2 separate regions of the Ovis aries genome follow, and region 1 is linked to region 2. The links are chromatin contacts, called in public Hi-C maps. All regions are on one chromosome and are shown on one strand. Each heading gives the region's core, a stretch centred on a gene start, on an enhancer-like site or on the middle of the called end of the contact. The rest is flanking DNA. Distances are from core to core; before and after follow the strand shown. Region 1 holds the start of MTMR2 (myotubularin related protein 2). Region 2 holds the start of MAML2 (mastermind like transcriptional coactivator 2).

Region 1 (2,700 bases), core at 192-2,691, 450 kb before region 2:
AAAAAAAAAAAAAAAAGGGAGTATCACCCATATTTAGCAGAGTCCAAAACGAATTAAAAGAGAGCAACAGAATTTAAAGGCTCAAGAGACAGTTTTCTATGACAGTTAACCTGTGGTATCCTCTAATGCACATTAATGAAGTATCCTTTATGTACAGTTGGGAAGGTCCCCTGGAGGAGGAAATGGCAATCCACTCCAGTGTTTTTGCCTAGAGAATCCCATGGACAGAGGAGCCTGGCGGGCTACAGTCCATGGGGTCGCAAAAAGTCGGACACGACTGAGCAACTAGTAATAATAATAATTCCAATTTATTCACGGGAAAAAAAATGAAACGTGCTAGTTTACAGCGATTTAGTATCTAATAACTAATAACAACTAGACTTTTTCAAAGGAAAAGAACCTGATTTCAATGTAGCAGTATAACAATACAGGTCTTCCTATTGCTTAATAAAATTTACTATTTTAAAACAACAGGAAAAACCTGCCTTTGAAACACGTCAAGTTAATATTCACGCCAGCCCTGCGAAAAGCTACATAGTAAAATCCTCCTCAAAATTCCAGGGGGAAAAAAATCCCAGCTGATACAAGATGGAAACCTGGAGAACCGGTAGGTAGCCCAGGAAGAACGAAAACTACCACTCATTACTCAGGAATAATAACGTTCAGCTGGAAGATTCACGGTGTGGGTACTCACATTTTAAAGCAAAGTTGGGGGGAGGGGGGAAGATCAGAATGCAAGGAAACCTTAAAATAAGTGACGGGAAAGAGCGGAAAGGGTGGGCAAGAAGCCAGAAACCCAAGACTGAAAGACGGATGGAAAAAAGACTGGAGAAGGGTCTCAGAAGAGTCGTCAAGGGAGAAAGGCAGGGAGGAGAAGGGGGGAGGGGACAGAGTTGGGGAAGGGCTGTCCAAAAAATGAATTAAAGGGAAATGAGAGATTAGAGGATGTAGAGGACTGAGGCGTTCTCGACCGCAGATAAAAACACCAGAATACAAAAGGTAAGACCGATGAAGAACCGCAGAGTTTTAACCTCCTCTTTCCCAGCATCTAACCCGCAGAGAGGAAGAAAGAAGAGGTGCCCAGCCTGAGGGAAGGAATTCCGGCGCAGCCTCCCAGTCCCGGAGCCCGCGACGTGGGGCCCCGTCCAGCGGGTCCCGGGCTCCACTTCATCCCCCTCGGGCGCTCGGCGGGCCCCGGTTACCTGGACAGGGAGTCCACGCTGGGCGGCCGTGCTACCGCTGGCTGAGAGCCAAGGCTTTCGCAACTCGAGCTCTTCTCCATGGCGCGGCGCGGGGGCAGCCGGAGGAAAAGCCTGCGGCGACCTCCGCGGCTGCCCGGCGGGAGGAGCGGAGGGCGGGGTGCGACGGGCTGGGTCCGCGCTCAAGCCCGCGCCGGCCCGGCAGGGAGACCGGAAGCGGCCATGTTCCCCCAGCCTGCACCGCGCGCGGGCGCTGCCGGGAGCCGGAGGAGCCCGCGGCGCCCCGGGGGCGCCCGCCCTCGCGCGCTTCGCACGCCGCCACCCCGTGCGGCCGCCGGGGGCCGCGGAGCGCGTGACGGCGCCTGAGGGCCGAGGCTCCTCTGAGGCCGGCGGGAGCCGGGGCTGCAGGAGGAGGGGCCGTTTCAAAAATAATGAAGCAGCGAGTACTACGGACGAGGGTCTGAAGACAAGGACCTTAAGGACGGGGACGATTGTGACGGGAATGTGGGGGTCGGGGAAGAGAACAGAATAATAAAGGATGTGGGCAAACCCTAGGATGAGAGGCAGAGGGACGTGGGGGATGAGGAGGGGAGGACCTGAACACAGGTTCGCGTAAAGGATGAGGCTGTGAGAGGTGAGACGGCGAAATACTCATCATGTCAAGAGCTGAAAATGATTAAGTAATTGTTCCTTAAATCATAATTAAAGCCTACTTTAGGAGGCTTCCTTGGTGGCTTAGAGGTTAAAGCGTCTGCCTCCAATGCGGGAGACCTGGGTTCGATCCCTGGGTCGTGAAGATCCCCTGGAGAAGGAAATGGTAACCCACTCCAGTATTCTTGCCTGAAGAATCCCATGGACAGAGAAGCCTGGTAGGCTGCAGTCCACGGGGTCGCAAGGAGTCGGACACGACTGAGCGACTTCACTTAGGAGAAGGAAGTGGCAACCCACTCCAGTACTGTTGGCTGGAGAATCCCATGGACAGAGGAGCCTGGTAGGCTGCAGTTCATGGGGTCGCAGAGTCAGACACGACTGAAGCGACTAAGCACGCAAAGCCTACTTTAAAGTTAGTGGATTCACATCCTGCCTCTCTCAGTTATTTGCAGTGTAATCCAAGGCATGGAACATTAATTTTTTAATCTGTAAAACAGGAAACCAGCTTCACAGATTAGATGAGTTCAGTTCAGTCGCTCAGTCGTGTCCAACTCTTTGCGACCCCATGAATCGCAGCACGCCAGGCCTCCCTGTCCATCACCAACTCCCGGAGTTCACTCAGACTCATGTCCATCGAGTCAGTGACGCCATCCAGCCATCTCATCCTCTGTCGTCCCCTTCTCCTCCTGCCCCCAATCCCTCCCAGCATCAGAGTCTTTTCCAATGAGTCAACTCTTCGCATGAGGTGGCCAAAGTACTGGAGTTTCAGCTTCAGCATCATTCCCTCCAAAGAAATCCCAGGGCTGATCTCCTTCAGAATGGACTGGTTGGATCTCCCTGCAGTCCAAGG
Region 2 (2,700 bases), core at 127-2,626:
CGGGGTGACCGAGCCCCCTCCAAGGAGCCCCGCCCCGGGGGCCCCCCCTAGCCCTCCCGTGGGGGCCTGCGGGGGCGCTGTGTCCCCCATCTTACTGGACACAATGATTGCTGCCCGTGGGATGGTGAGGTGGTGGGAAGCTATAGCCGGTTAGCACAGGCAAATCTGCTTTTGACAATCTGCGCTCAGAGCTCAGGACCACATGAATAGAAGTCTTCAGAGGCTGGGGGCGGTGGGGCGGGGGGGGGGGCGCGTAGTGGAGAAGGTATGGGGGAGGGGAGTGAGTAAAAAGAGGGTGAGGAGAAAGAAGAGAAACCAATGGCAGAGGATAAGTTGGAAACAAACCCTGATCAACTTGCTCTAATTGTATTTGACAGCTCTGGAGAAGTTGGAGAGAGTTAGTGGGGATTCCCCCCAACCCGCCCCCCCCCAACACCAAGCTGACAAGAGGTACTTTGTAAACACACGATCTGGGGGTTAGAGCAGGAACTCAGGGATTGTCAAGCAAGAGACAGGAACAGACAGCAAAGGGAATTGTGAGAGGTATTAACAGAGAGCTGGACTCCCCCGTCACCTAGTCGTTTCCGAAGATTCTTTTATGGGGATGTTTCTGCAGAGGAACCCACATCTACCATGGTCTCTGTAACCCACGGCCTTTACTTTTCCGCAATTTTTTTTTTTTAAAGTGCTGTTTCAGAAGCTTTCTGAAGTCAATGTTCAAAACGTACAAAAATCAAACAGAGATTGTCTTTTGGCTTTTAATTTTTCCTCCCTTTCCCTTTGCTCCGGTGTTTCCTCCTCTTTGGGGGTGCTGTAGGATGTGGTCTTCTCCCCAAAGAGGGAGACAGCTTTTCAATTGTTAATGTCAGTAATTGGACTTCTGGACCATGCTTTTTTCTTCAGCTAATCCAATCACCGGTAAAATCCTCATTCCCTCTAAGGTTTCCCAGCCTTAAATGAAAGCAGTCTGAAGTCACTAGCCACTGAGAGAGAGATCCTTCAACACATTTTTTTTTTTCTTCTTCTTCTTTCCCGCTTACGTTTCTAGTCCTCACCCCCGGCTCGATTCTAATACAGTATCAAGAGAGACAAACTCTTCCGAGAGTAATTTACAAACGATGGTCAAACTTACAAACTTCCAGTAAATTGCACCGAGTCATGTCCAGCCACTTTTCTGTCCACTTTTGTACATTCCATCCCCGGCCAGTGGATCTGAGGGTCTGGACTCGCAATAAGCAATGTGGTTCTATCTCTTGGATTGCTCCGCTTTTAGAGATGGAAAAGAAAGTAGCCGGTCTTTTCCTTTCTCTTTTTCCCGTCTGTTGTTCGCCGCTGGGCTGACACTGGCTCCGCCGCCCGGAGTCACGGCGATACACAGGCTTTCATTGTGCTCCGATAGGAGAGGGAGAGAAAGAGAGAGAGTGAGACAGAGGGAGAAAGAGAGCCAGCGAGCTGCAGGGGGGTGGGGGACGGAGGGCGGGGGAGCTCTCGCCCGAGGCTCCCTGGTGGAAGGCGGGTGCCACTGCACGGGCGAGCGAGGCGGCCGGTGCGGGGAAAGGGGAACGCAGAGGGCCTCCCAGCGGCAAGAAGTGGAGGATCCCGAAGCCTGCGCATCTCGGCGTCGGCGCGCGCAGCTCGCACTCCGGCTCGGCTCGGGCAGGACGGCGGTACGTTGGGGAAATTCCCCAACCTCTACCCGACTACTTCACCAGCCCGAAATGGTGCAGAAATTCCCGGCCAGTGGATGTATTTTCCCTGCCAGACCTCAGGTTACGCTCCCCGCCTCCACCCCTCGAGGATATCACTTTCATTTTTCAGTATGTTGTCAATGACACCCCTGGGCACTCTAGCGAGAGCTGGGTGAACACGGAGGAAATGTTCCTGGGTGTCAGAAAAGGAGGCGTAGGGTGTGTGCGTACTGGGGGAAACGGAGGAGTGGGTGAAGAGAAGAAATTACATCATTAGCTCCTAAAGGGCAGGCGAGTGTCTACCTGCTAGCCTGTTTTGTCTGTCTCTGGCTAAGTCAATCTCGGTGATCATAAGCAAAATCAGTAAGAATAACTAAAATATTCTATCACGATGAAATTACAAATATCAGTTCTCAAAAAGGAAAAAAAAAGAACAAAAAATATTTTTCTGAAAATACAAGATTCCCTATGACAAACCTAATGCAAGATCTGGGGCCTTCACGGTAGTCTGTTTACATACATAAGGAGGAAAATCATTATGCAGCAGTCCAGTTTCAAGTTCACTAACACAAAACAAACACATCTCTGACACACATTGTTGTCTCATCTTCAGATAATCCTACCTTTAAGCTCTCAAAATGCATGTTGGATTCTGCTGATTACCATTTATGGAGGATAAACTAAAGTGAGCACAATATTGTTCTAGTCAGGACCATATAGTCTGTTATGCTCATTTGGAAGTCATTTGGATTTGAGGTGTCAAGCAGTGGGGCTTTGTTAATCTAAACCACCTCTCGCATTTCAGTTACAAGCTCCTGCTTCAAACTGAGCTGTGGATAGAAATGAGTAAGATCAGTGCAAACATTTATCTAGTTTAGTTCTCGATAGGCTGGTCTACATTAGTTCATTTTCACAAATTCTAGAATGTTATTTTGGGATTTGGGACAAGTGCCTTCTGATGGAATGTAACTTTTTTTTTACTTTTCATTGGAACATACTGCTGTCTGTCCCT

The links. A called contact is a pair of places that touch in the nucleus more often than the background predicts.
Region 1: a contact with region 2 is called in a Hi-C map of blood, with 2.5 times the contacts expected there. The contact joins the promoter of MTMR2 here to the promoter of MAML2 in region 2. A contact is called at or near these places in 2 of 16 Hi-C or Micro-C datasets (blood and skin fibroblasts).

The regions. Positions count from the first base shown.
Region 1 is chr15:13,957,522-13,960,221 of ARS-UI_Ramb_v3.0, reverse strand. It overlaps MTMR2 (myotubularin related protein 2), which reads right to left and starts at 1,441. Exons shown (of 17, transcript XM_060399672.1): 1 at 1,203-1,441.
Region 2 is chr15:13,511,262-13,513,961 of ARS-UI_Ramb_v3.0, reverse strand. It overlaps MAML2 (mastermind like transcriptional coactivator 2), which reads right to left and starts at 1,376. Exons shown (of 5, transcript XM_015100757.4): 1 at 1-1,376. The coding sequence starts at 90.